Linked DNA regions of Mus musculus: region 1 is linked to region 2. A link is a contact called in public Hi-C data. All regions are on one chromosome and are shown on one strand. Each heading gives the region's core, a stretch centred on a gene start, on an enhancer-like site or on the middle of the called end of the contact. The rest is flanking DNA. Distances are from core to core; before and after follow the strand shown. Region 1 has its middle 21 kb from the start of 1700001G11Rik. Region 2 overlaps Ptk2b (PTK2 protein tyrosine kinase 2 beta).

Region 1 (6,575 bases), core at 548-3,047, 160 kb before region 2:
CTGACATGAGTCACTACAGCTGGCTTCATTTTGAAAACTCTAAAAAAAAATGTAAAAAAAATAAAAATAAAAATTCTATTGGTTGGCATATTTTATTTTGTGACCTTGTATTTACTTGGCTTTCAGTCTTGGCATATGGATTTATTTCTTCTATTTTTCCATATATTGGAGACTATGTTTTTAAAATAAAAATCCAAAGGGGACTTGCTTTTGCGTGCGTGTGTGTGTGTGTGTGTGTGTGTGTGTGTATGCGCGTGCGTGCGTGTGCCCTGCTCTTTTTTGTTTGCTGTTGTTTTGAGATGGGTGTCTGTTCTGTACCACAAGCTGGCCCTTGAATTCAAGATCCTCCTTCAGCCTCCTGAACACTGGGATGATGGGCAAGCAAACAACACCCAGTTTCCTGGTGTCCCGTTACTCTCTGAAAATAACCTCTCAAGAGTCGGGGGGGGGGGGGGAAGGTTCAGTAGATAGATGCCTCTGCACTCAGGCCTGATGATCTGTTTGAACTAACTCCTGGGAGTTGTCCTCTGACTTTCACGTGTGCTGTGGCAAGCACACATGTGCGCACACACAAGCAGTTCATAAATGAAGTGACTTAGAATTCTAGGAGATTCAGAGCCTTGGCATTCCTTCTTGCTGCCCTGCTCATTGCCCTCTGGTAGAGCAAGCAGGCTGCTCCACATTCATTTCGTTTCTGTCATTCCTCAGTATGCATTTTTTGTTGTTGTTGTTGTTGTGATCCTTTCGCAGTGTTCTTCTAGACGTTGGTGTTCTGTGACCTATAATTCAAATTCCGTGCTGGTCTGTCCGGGGTGATAAGCGACTTCATCATTATCGCTCATTGTGGGTTTTAAATTAGATTTCCATTTTCTGCTCTCCATTTTCTCCTGTATTTGTTTCTTTTCCTCTCTTGCGCCATGGTACTGGAGCTGCCTTCCATGTTTCTTCCTCAGTTTCCCCTAGTCTTCTATCTGTTGGGAGGTCTCTTCTCTGGGTGTCAGGGCTGTAGGGCTTCTCTGTCTCTTGGCCTGATCTCACTGACTTCCTCTTCTCCCTCTGGTCCTGCTTATCCAGGACACCAAAGCTGCTTCAGGGTGCTTCTGGGCCTTCTAAAGAGACGCCGAGGCCTCCCTTATCCGAGGCTTTGCTTTGCTTTAGCTACTAGCAGTAAGGCATCTTGAGAGAGGTGGGGACTAGAACATTAAACAGCTTATATTGTCTTGTCTTACCTTGTTAGTTTTTAAGGAAGGGTAGCCTGTACCAATGACTAGGCTCTGGGGTGGCAGTCAGTATTGACTCACTCCCCATGCTACGGTTTCTTGTGGGGACATTGTTTATGCTCCACCCCCTCCGTGCTGCCACAGACTGAGAACTGGGGGTGTACAGATTCAAATGCACCCCTACAAAAGGGGTGAGGCGGAGCCCAGCTCCCCATCGCTGACTCTTCCCTATGTACCTTCATGTTCCTCTGGGTCCCCATTGTTCCCAGACTGTCTGTTCTTCAAACTGAATTATGCAAATACCAGCTAGCCCAGTATCCATGGAAACCACATCTCCTGCATTCCTCAGCCCGTTTTCCTGGCAGAAGAGACCCATCCAAGTGACAACCACAAACAAGGACAAATGGCAGGAAGGTTTCCCCGAGAGCCCTGGGCTATTGGTTTCTGTCAGTATGGACCCATCTTCTCAGCCCTTCTGTGTGGCTGGGGGGGGGGGGGGGGAGAGGGAGGGAGTGGCCTGGCACAGCAGAGAAGGCTTTCTCTTCTTGAAACCTGGAGACTCTGTGATCCCAGTATCTCTCTCATCACTGACAATGCTCTTTGTCCAATCACTGTGCAGACAGCCCCCTCAGTGGGCAGGAGGCAGCATCTGGTGTTATCACTCAGCTCACGTGTACTCATGAGCCACTGCAGAAATAACAGCACAATTTTATCCTGTGATCCACTAATTTTATGCACAGATCCTCAAGCTCTGCTCCTCTCTATTCCTTTGCTGTGTCTGAAGCAATATACACGCTCATTTCCCTCTGGGATCAAACGGGGGAGGGGGGAAGCCTCCAGTCAGTGAGTGAGTGCCACACCCTGCTTCTTGAATCAGTGGTCCTTTACACTGCAAAGACAGATTCTTGCTGGTGACAGCTACGGTTTTCAAGGCACTAGCACTAGAAGTTACTTGGTAAAGAAAACGGCATAACTGTCCAAGTTTGCCTGACATTGTGGCTGCAGCTCAGTGACAGAATGGTAAACTCAACTGTTTTATGTGCACCAAACTCTAGTGCTGTACACGTTTGCTCACCTTCAATCTCATAGCCAGGGGCTGGGGAGACTTCCTGGTTGGGAAAATTCTTGCCACACAAGCCTGAAGACCAGCATCAATCTCTGGCACACAGGTAAAAAGCAAAGCTTGGTGGTGAGTGCCTAATCTCAGAGCCAGGAAGGGAGAGACAGCAGGTCCTTAGGGCTCACTGGCCAGTTGGTAACCAATAAGTCTCAGGCCCCAGTGAGACTCTGTCCCCAAAATCAAGATGGAGAGCCTCTGAGGAATGGACCTCACGCGCATATGCATGCCACATGCACACACCACCTCACAATTGCCATACATGCTGGTGTGTGTGTGTGTGTGTGTGTAGGAAAGCTCCTCACCCCCCTCTCTGTTTTTACTTGAAACTAAGGAAAAAAGAAACCATTCTCTTAAGGTCTGACAGCAGCTGAGGCAGAATCTGAACCCAGGCTGTCCGACCCAATTCCCTATCCTAGTCTCCGGGCTACCAGACTCCTTTGTGAAGACTGGAATTGAAACACATTTCGTAAGGTCTTGGGTTTAAAAGGCTTTAGCGTTTTCTTTTTCTTTTAAAACTCTAAGACACAATGTTTAAGCAAAAAGTGTGGCATCTACCAAGTGAGTGTTGCATGCAACCATACAGGACACGCCTTCCCTACAGTGAAGGAACATCTTCACTTATTTTAACAGTATTCTTCATTTTGAGCTTCCTGCTCCCAGTCAGGTTGGTTAGATACAGGGCAGGACAGTCTGCTTTTAAGTTATGGTGCATGTTATGTGCATACAGAAGTCACTCATCAATAGAGTACGCACCACGGACAAAGCCTCTCAGAAGACTGAGAAGAAAACTGATACTATGGCCCGCCTGGGAGGGTCAGTGTGCAGTGAGACTCTTCTAGCACATTCTGTACCTTTGGAGTTACAATCATGTGAACATAATCTAATCGCACACACACACACATTTGAGAGGCTTGTGGGTTCATAGGCTGCATGCCTGCATGTTTAGTTCTGGACCCTTATTTTTATTACAACCTGATGGCTTCCCTGGTTCCTGAAATGTTGTGAACTTTCTTGTGACAGTAGGGCTTCCATGTGGGGCTCCGTCCCCACAAGGCATCGACTCTCACCACTGCACTATATCCACGATGCTCTCTTTACTTGGAGATGATCCCACGATTATGATCCTCCTGCCTCAGCTTCAAGTAACTGCAATTACAGACCTACACTCCCAGACCATAAATATATGTCCTTGTTAAACTGCAGGGAGACTTTTTTTTTTTTTTTTTTTTTTTTTGGTGTGCTTCTGACCATGTAGTTCTCAATCTCTCTCTTGTTTCTGGGATTCGTTACTGAGAAACCATGATTTCAAAATATAGCATCTGCCACCTTCTGAAGAATTAACTGGCATGTAAGAAACCTGTACAGGGCTTAAGATAGAGCACTTGGCATTTTTACTCTAAACCACCTCAATGAATTCTCTAAGTGCTCAGGGTAGATACTGTTATCCTCAGTCCCTTATGAGAAATGCTGCAAAGACCTGGTAGCTTGCCCACCACAAGGCTGGCACCTGGACCCAGGCTTCGGGGCTCTACATTCTGTGTGCTGCTCTCCTTCCCCAAATGAAGGCAATGTTTTTGCCTGCCTGCTTTTTTAAAAGACAGGGTTTCATGATACAGTCCTGGCTGGCCTTGAACTTCCAGATCTACCTGCCTCTGCCTCCTGAGTACTAGGTTCAAAGGTGTGAACTACCACAACAGGTTTGATGTCTGCTCTATGGCACTTTCAAGGACGTAGTTGCCAGCCCATGGTGCATGACTCCAACTAGACAAGTCATAATTTGCTTAGTAATGGGGTCATAACCTAAGATATATCCTTAAGTGATGTTTTTGTGCACTATATACAAAATGAGATGCCATCTACTATACCCCTAGATGCTGCAACAGATGGCTTATTCCTTGTCCACACACTTGCCACTGTACCACTCCTGCAAGCATCTGTGTGGCTAAGCATTGAAAGGCATAGGGAGAAAACCATACCGTAAAACTTGTCAGTCAGTCCTGGGCTGGAGAGGCGGTCCATCTGGTAAAGAGGTTGATGTGGAAGCACAAGAACCTGAGCTTGACCCCCAGAGCCCACATAAAAAGCTGCTCAGAAAAAGTAGGTGGATCTCAGGGGCTCATTATCCAGCCAGCACAGCCAACCTGGTGAGTTTCAGGCCAGTGAGAGGGCCTGTCTCGAGAAACAGTGGATAGTTCCTAAGGAATGATACCCAAGATACACCTCTAGACACACACACACACACACACACACACACACACACACACACACACACACACATTTGTATTCCACTTATAATCTCCCAGGATCTTTACATGTGGCCCATCTTTGACAGAAACATCCTTATGTGGTGGTGGAATGGCCATTTCCCAAAGGTTGAAACAGTCTCTTCTAGAAAGTGTAGGGATTCTTATAAAACCCTCTAATCTCACAGAAACTTTGCAAGAGGGGTAGGTGAGACAGCTCAGGGGTACTGGCACTTGCTGCCAAACCTGATTTTGATTCCCAGGACCTACACGGTGAGGAGAAACAAAGGCTCTACAAATTGTCCTCTGTCACGGTGCTGTGGCACCTGCCCACCATGGAAATAAATACAACTTTTAAAAAGTAAACAAACAAAACCTTTCAAGACCCAAGTTCAAGAACCAAGGTAATGTAAGTGGTACACAATTGCTAGGGAAGAGATTCTTTGGTGGAGCTGCCAATGAGCTGTGCAGGAGGTTTCCGCAATGCAGCTTTTGAGCTGTATATCCACAATGGGGCGGGCTTTAAAGGTGACACAGCTGCCATGAAACGACTCATGTACCTAAAGTAATCCCCCAAAAGTTACCGGTCCAGCAGGTATGATCATATCTGTGGATGGATGGACTGTGTGTCTCCCCAGGCCACCCAAACGCATGACTGGATAACCACACAACAGCCATCTGGAAGCTACAACATCTAGGACTGACAGATAGCCATGTGGCTCCCACACTCACTATAAAAATTAACAGCAAGAGGGCCAAGTCACAGTGGCAGGGAGATGGAGACTGAGGGGCAGGAGCACACTGAGAGGGATCATCATGTTCTCAAGGTCTTAACACTCCTTCAGGATTGGAGATCACTCTAAGAGAGTTCGCTGCTCTGAGAACGGAGTTCAGACCCAGCACCCATATTACCTGTAACTCGATCTTCAAGCGATCTAACACCCCCTTCTTCTAGCCTCTTAAGGCACACACAAACCTAAGCAATGTAAATACATCATTTAAAGATAAGAAAATCTTGGGCTGAGTGTGACTGCATACACCCCCACTCTCACTCTTGGGGAGATATAGACAAGCACATCTCTGAGGCCTGCGTGGTCTACACAGCATGTTCCTGTCTACTCTCTAGCCAGAGTCCCAGAGACTTCTCTTGTTTTGATACTGAAGCCAAGACCATATTCTTCTAAAATCCCACCCTCCAAAAAGTAAGAGGGAGCTAAGGGGAAAATGGCCAATGGACGCTCAAGGATGACCCAGGAAGGGGCTATGGTGGTTTGACTATGCTTTGCCCATGGGGAATGGCACTATTCGGAGGTCTGACCTTATTGGAGGAGGTAAAGCTTTGCTAAAGGAAGGGTGTCACTGTGGGGCTGGGCACTGAGGCCCCTAAGCTCAACTTTTGCCCAGTGAAGAAGAGAGATCTAATCTTCGTTTGCCTTTGGAACATGATGTCGAACTCTCAGCTGCTCCAACACCATGCTTGCTGGATGCTGCCAAGTTTCCTGCCAGAATGGACTGAGCCTCTGAACCTGTGAGCCAGATCCAATTAAATGTTGTCTTTTATAAGAGCTGCCTTGGTTGTGGTATCTTTTTAGGCAATGGAAATCCAAACTAAGACAGAAATTGGTACCAGGGACTGGAGTATTTCTGTGATAGGTAGGCCTGACTATGTTTTTGTTTGGAGGAATGTGGATTTTGGAACTTTGGATTTGGAAAGCAGTAAAATGCTTTAAGTGGGGCTTAACGGACCATCCTAGTTGGAATATTGAAAATATTGGTACTGGGAGGCAATTTGAACCATGCATACCTAGCCCAAGGCGTTTCCGTGGAGAATTTCAGTATGTGGCCTAAAGACTGTTCTGGTAATATTTTGGTGAAGAAGTAACTGCTTTTTGTCCTTGTCTGAAGAATCTCCCTGAGGCTAAGGTAAACAGATTCCCTGAGGTAAACAGATTTCAATGAACTGCATAGACAAAGGAAGTCTCCAAAAAGCCC
Region 2 (6,098 bases), core at 2,972-5,471:
CTTCTAGTCTCTCTTGCATGTTCTCCTCCCATCCCCTCCCATCACTAGCCATGTAACTAGTGCTCAATGAGTGGCTGCAGAATGAATCCAATGATAATTCTGTTCTTATCTCTCCACTCCAAACAAACAGAACTGCCTCTGACTTTGGTGTATCCCCTTTGCAGAAGTGGAGAGTCAGACTGAGATAGCCCTGTGTTCTCTTTCTAGCCCAGCCGGCCCAAGTACAGACCTCCTCCACAGACCAACCTGCTGGCTCCTAAGCTGCAGTTCCAGGTAAATGTGTAGCCAGATGATGGGGAAAGTTGACTCCATCCCTCCTCAAGGTCTTTTCTGAAATGTCATGCCTACACCTTTGAGGTGCAGCAGCAAACATCTGCTTAGGGGATGCCCGGATTGGCTCTTTCTTGGTAGACAAGAAAGAATTTCAAGTTATATCAAAAGAACAGAAATTCAGTTCTTCCAGAAGTTCTGCCTGCAGCCCAGTCCACCCGTCTGCAGTGTCTGCTGCTTCCTGCGCCTGCCTGCAGCTGTCTTTCTGTGCCCCTGGCTTCTCTGACCTCCCACACTGAGCAGAGCCTTCTGAGAAGGAATTCCAGGGCTCTAGGGATGGATGAGGGTCCTATGGACTTGAGCACCACCCAAGGCTCTGTGCAGAGGCTCTGGTTAGGACCTAGGTGGTCAGTGAAGAGGGAGCAGGGGCCCATCTGAGCTGTCTGCATCCATCATTGCCAGCCTTGAACCTCTCCAAGGCTGTAGCCTGTGACTCACAATTCCCTGTGCCACTCTCTTGCATCTGAGTGGGAGCTAGCCCAGCCTCCTGCCTTTCCTTCCCCTCCATCCCCTTGAACGGAGTTGTGGCTTGAAAATAGAATATTTCAAAAGACAAGAACCAATGTTAGCTTTGCTGGTCCTCCAGACAGGAAGAGAGAGCCTCCCAACCACACTTTCCTTGTCAGGGAGATGGCCCTGTGTCAAAAATCAAGCCCAGCCAAGAATGGACGACAAATTCTCTCCACATAAAGAAAATGTCATGCAGGAGGTGATAAAGAGATATGTAGGCTGCCACAATAGTTTAGTGGGTAAAGGCACTTATTGCCTGAGTTCAATCCCTGGACCCCACATGGTGGAAGGAGAAGACCAATGTCCAGAATTTGTTCTCTGACCTCCACAATCACTATATGTCATGCACCCATTCACACACACACACACACACACACACACACACACACACACACGTACACTAACAAAGGTTTTAAAAAACCATGTAAAATAGCATTGTTAGACTGGAGAGATTAAAACACCTGCTGTAAAAGTATGCCAGCTGAAGTTTGGAGAGCCCTGGGACCCACATAAATGCCAGGTGAGCATGGTGGCTGTCTGGAACCACAGCCTTAGAAGGTGGAGACAAGGAACCCCCAGAGAGAACTGGTGAATGTTGACACAAGCTCTCGGTTTGACATTGAGACCATGCTTTGGTGAATAAGGTAGGATAGTGATAAAGGATGACTCCTGACATCAATCCAGGCCCCATGTGTACTCACACACACATGCACACAACACACACACACACACACACTAATGTACAGCAAACACACACAAAAATGGAATAAGTTTTAATCAAGATGATTACACCCCAGACACACATATACATATATATACATACACACATGCACACATATACTTACACACACAGACACACAGACACACACACACATATGAGAGAGAGAGATCTATTTTTCTGTTGTGGATTCAACCGACCAATAATGGTAAACATGAAAAAAAGAAAAGAACAAAGCCCATATCCGCCATGAAATAGGTACAGATTGTTCTTGTCATTATCCCCTAAACAATATATTACGCCACTTATATCACCTTTGCATAATATTCAATGTAAAAGATCTAGAGATGCTTTATATCACATGATAGCTATAGATATACAAATATAACACCATTTTATGTAAGGAATTCCATATCTATGGTGCATTCTGGAACCACACACCCCTGGGCCACTGAGGGATAACTCTGTGTATATGTCTGCATTCATTATCTGCAAGCTTATCGTAACCCATGTCACAACTATGACACATAACCCTTTTCCCAAGGGTCCTGAGGTCCCCTAGTCTCCAGGAGATGAGCTGCCTGTGAGCATCTACCCATGTGAAGAGCATTGTGTAGGAGGTGTGTCTGGCAGAGGAGAGGCCACGCTGTTCTGCCACACCTCTTCGGCAGGGAAATGATACAACCCATGTTTTATGTGCCACAGTAGAGCAAGTCTGCACCCCCATGGTGTGCTCTCGCCCTTTTTGTGTGCTCCTGTTTGTAGCAGCTAATTGTCATCCTCTCGCCTTGTCCCTGTGCCTTGTGCTTCTTTGCTTCTCATGAATAGGTCCCTGAGGGTCTGTGTGCCAGCTCTCCTACGCTTACCAGCCCTATGGAGTATCCATCTCCAGTTAACTCGCTACACACCCCACCTCTCCACCGGCACAATGTCTTCAAGCGCCACAGCATGCGGGTAAGAGGACTCTGCATGCTGGGTGTCAGCCTCACCACGGAGGCTGCTGGAGGGAGGTGGCCTGGGAAGTGCTCCGTGGTTCCGTGTGCCAGTCAGACTCCTGAGAACCTCTGTGGCCCTCTTCCCTTTGCAAACATATCAGCTGGACCGACCCGGTTTTTTTGTCCAGACTGGTGCTGTGGCCAAGGATGGCAGATTCTCTTCCTTTCCTGGGTCTCAGGAGTCAGGTACAATAGGCAGTGTAGAGGCTTGTGGACAGAGGGCCTGGGGTTGCTATGGAATAAGGGATGCTGGAGGTGCCTCCCTGTGCTGCCTTTCTGACTGGTGGCTTTGGTTGCTAAATCTATCCCTGGAGGAAAGACTTCCTCATGGTGGCTTTCCCTGCTGCTTTTGTGATTTGGGATTCTGGGTATGAAGAATAGAGACTGGTAAGAAAACAGGCTCATGAACCAGCTCACTGCAGCCTCTTTGTCTCCAGTGAAGCCCTGGAGGCTTCCTGGGCCAGAATGTCAGGTCTTCTGCGCTGAGCACTTGGCTTGTGAGCAGGTGTCCACCCCCAACATCAAGTTGCTGTAAGCACTTGATATATTTTACTAAGTTATGAAACAGACTGAAATACTCACCGTTTCCTCTCTTGCTCTATATGTATATACGTTTCAGCCTCAAGATCCATAACTCTAAAGCTTTTTGTGGGGAAAAAAAAATACATGTTCGTTAGAACACATTTGAGAAATGTAGGCAATTATTTGAATATGCTTCTGTGCTATTATTCTTAATTTAGCAAAAATTTGAAATGAGCATAATTTAGAATTCCAGGCAGCTGAGGTCTGTTATGAAGTCAAATTTCTTCAAACTCACTCTGTTTTTCTCTCTTACATTAATTTCACCAATTTCGGTCTTCATGTATGATTAACCATAATTAACCCACAGTTTTAAACATGTGCTCTAATTTAGGCAATGCTCACCACCACCCCTGCCCTGGACTCTTTATTCATAGTTATTAAGTTTTGGAGAGCTTTTTTAAAAAATTGCATTCGTTCTTTCAGAAAGAGGCTGCTTAGTGCCTGTGGGGGGCAGCACTGCCATTGTCTGGGCTGTGTTTCACTGCCAGGACTTTTTTCAGTTCCATAAAGACAGGCTGTGCAGGTCTTTTGTGGCAGGCGTTTAGAAGTGACTGTCATAAAGGAACTCTGAAAGAACATGAAGAGTTCTTCTTTAAATACATAAAAAAGAAAAAGTATAAACTCCATTTTATGGTGTACGTGAGACAGTCGCTTGCCAGTGCCATGCTCACGAGATAACAGCTTTCCCACGAAGCATCTGAAAGCATTTAACAAAAATTCGGAGATGGCAAAATCATTTCCTGTATAGTGTGGCTCCTCTGGGAGTCCGGTGGAACGTCGCACAAGGATGATGATAGTCATCCCCCCACCCCATATCCCAATTCCATAACGAGGTGCAGCAGGGTGCTGTCCTAGGTGCTGAAGGAGGAACCAGGAGGCTTTGCCTTCAGGGCACAGGTGCACACTCACCTGTATCACCTAGGGAAACGTTGGAAAGGGACAAAACTGGAATGTGGGAGATGTACAAAGAAGAGGCTGCTATAGGAGCCAAGACTAAGTGGCAGAAAGCTATAGGGTAAGGGGTGGGGCCACTGCTTTGCTATGAGGCAAGGGGGCGGGACTATGGTTTTGCTAGAACAAGGAAGGTTTTATGCGGAGGTGTAAATGAGGCAGGAAGGATGAGCGGCAGCAGTTACTGAAAACAACTCAGGAGCACCATTCTGTAACGCAAATCCCCGATTCCTTCCAAGAAGTGTGGGTGTCGGTTGCCTAGGGAGAATACCAGAATGTAAAGAAGTTCAAGGTTTAAACGTTATTATTGAAATTACTGGAGCTGGGACAATGGCTCCAAGGATGAGGCACTTGCTGTGCAAGCATGAAGACCAGAGTTTGGATCCTCCCACTCACCTAAACGCTGGGTCAGCATGCTGGTTCACCTGTAATTCCAGTTCCTAGGAACCGAGAATTCTGGGAGCGAGGTGGCCAGGTTGATTAATCCGTACCAGTGAGTTGTCAGTTCAGCTGAGGGAGATACCATGCTCCAAGGGCGTGAAAAACAGTTGAGGAAGATGCCTGTCTCAGCCTCCAGCTGCCACACACACATGCTCCCACAACACACACCAACACACATACATGCACGTGTGCACATACATACACAGATTAAGAATAAAGCAGAAAGCCTCTACCTTTATCCTTTAGTTTTATTATGTAATTAGAAGTCATCAGAACAAGCTTTCTAGCATTTGTTTGCTAATAAATATTTGCCAAGGTCAAGCCTGGGGTATACATCACGTATAACCTGTGGCAATCTCTTATGACAAAACTATATAGAAGATTTTGGAGTCCAGTAACTTGTCCTATCAGTATTTAATATTCCTCGGTCTCTATATTTTCTTTTATATTTCTGACCCTGAATTGAAAACTTTTGACACTTAGTTCTACCATTTATTAAAAGCCCAAGGTGACCATAGACCTGCATTGAGTTTAACTGGGGATATTTTTAACTTTAAAATGCTTACCTTCATTTTTTGGGACATTTGTGTCTTAGTCTGTTATTTTGCTTCTATAACAAAATACCTGTGGCTAAGTGCTTCACACAGAAAAGAGGTTTAGTGAGTTTAGTTTTTAGTGCTAAGAACATGGACAGGCACCCACTGGGCTCCACTGAAGACCTCCTGGCCCATCATACCATTGTAGATAGCATTGTGTTAGGGGCATAAATAACTCTTTATATTAGTCATTTAGCCCTATGAAAACAGAAACACGTGGTTTTTAAAACTGCTGTTCTTCCAGCATCCAGCTTTATGCCTACCACACAGTAGCTGCTTAACCAATAGTTGCTGAATGGATTGGATGAAGAATATTATAAGAAATAAACACCGAGACTTGAATCTATATTAATGATGGGCAGTGTACTCCAATTCAACTATTTTAAAGCTATAGTGTAATGATCAAGCCTGTTTTATGGAGCTTAGTGGGAAACTTTTCAGAGGCCTGGCAGAGACATGACTTGTTAAAAGTAGATATGACTTTTTTTTTAACATTTTCTTTGAGCACCCTATAAACTGGCACATAAAAGGGAAGGGACCATGTTGACTTGTTGTGTGCTTCTGTAATGGGATACCTGAGGCTGGGTGCTTTTTACTGGACAGAAGGTCATTACTTCCAGTTTGGGGGACTGAGAAGGCCACGATCAAGGGCCACCTCTAGCAAGGGCCTTCCTGCTGTTTCCTAACTTGGCAGAAGACACCATGTGGTTAAGGGAGAACACAGAATGACAACAGAGAGGCAAACTCTCCCTTCTTTCAGGAGTCCACATGTTTGTTAACTTGTTCATGAAGTCAGTGCCTCCATGACCTCCAAGTCACCCCACCTCTCAACACTGTTGCCCTGGAAGTCAAATTCCCGACACACAAATCTTAGGGGGCCACACTCAAGCCAAACAGGACTTCACAAGAGGACTCTGTCACTGACAAATGTTTCCCAATCAAGAAGATACACACAACTTTCTTCCTCCAGTCAAC

What was found. A called contact is a pair of places that touch in the nucleus more often than the background predicts.
Region 1: a Hi-C map of cerebral cortex shows a contact between it and region 2, with 4 times the contacts expected there. The contact joins two enhancer-like sites. A contact is called at or near these places in 1 of 15 datasets of contacts at CTCF or cohesin (large pre-B cells), 2 of 484 Hi-C or Micro-C datasets (bone marrow-derived macrophages and cerebral cortex), 2 of 115 datasets of contacts at active chromatin or transcription factors (CD8 T cells and the HPC-7 cell line) and 3 of 9 other capture datasets (adipose tissue, liver and pancreatic islet).

Annotation. Positions count from the first base shown.
Region 1 is chr14:66,315,058-66,321,632 of GRCm38.p6, reverse strand. No RefSeq gene overlaps it. Among named protein-coding and RNA genes, the nearest start is that of 1700001G11Rik, 21 kb to the right of the region's middle. Within about 2 kb of position 1,797, at least 88 of the 459 cell types and tissues checked have an H3K27ac peak or open chromatin away from gene starts, as enhancers often do. A contact at or near this core is called in cerebral cortex, where this site is marked.
Region 2 is chr14:66,159,439-66,165,536 of GRCm38.p6, reverse strand. Ptk2b (PTK2 protein tyrosine kinase 2 beta) reads left to right here. Exons shown (of 31, transcript NM_001162366.2): 23 at 208-273; 24 at 2,387-2,512. Among named protein-coding and RNA genes, the nearest start is that of Gm52098, 16 kb to the left of the region's middle. Within about 2 kb of position 4,221, at least 13 of the 459 cell types and tissues checked have an H3K27ac peak or open chromatin away from gene starts, as enhancers often do. A contact at or near this core is called in cerebral cortex, where this site is marked.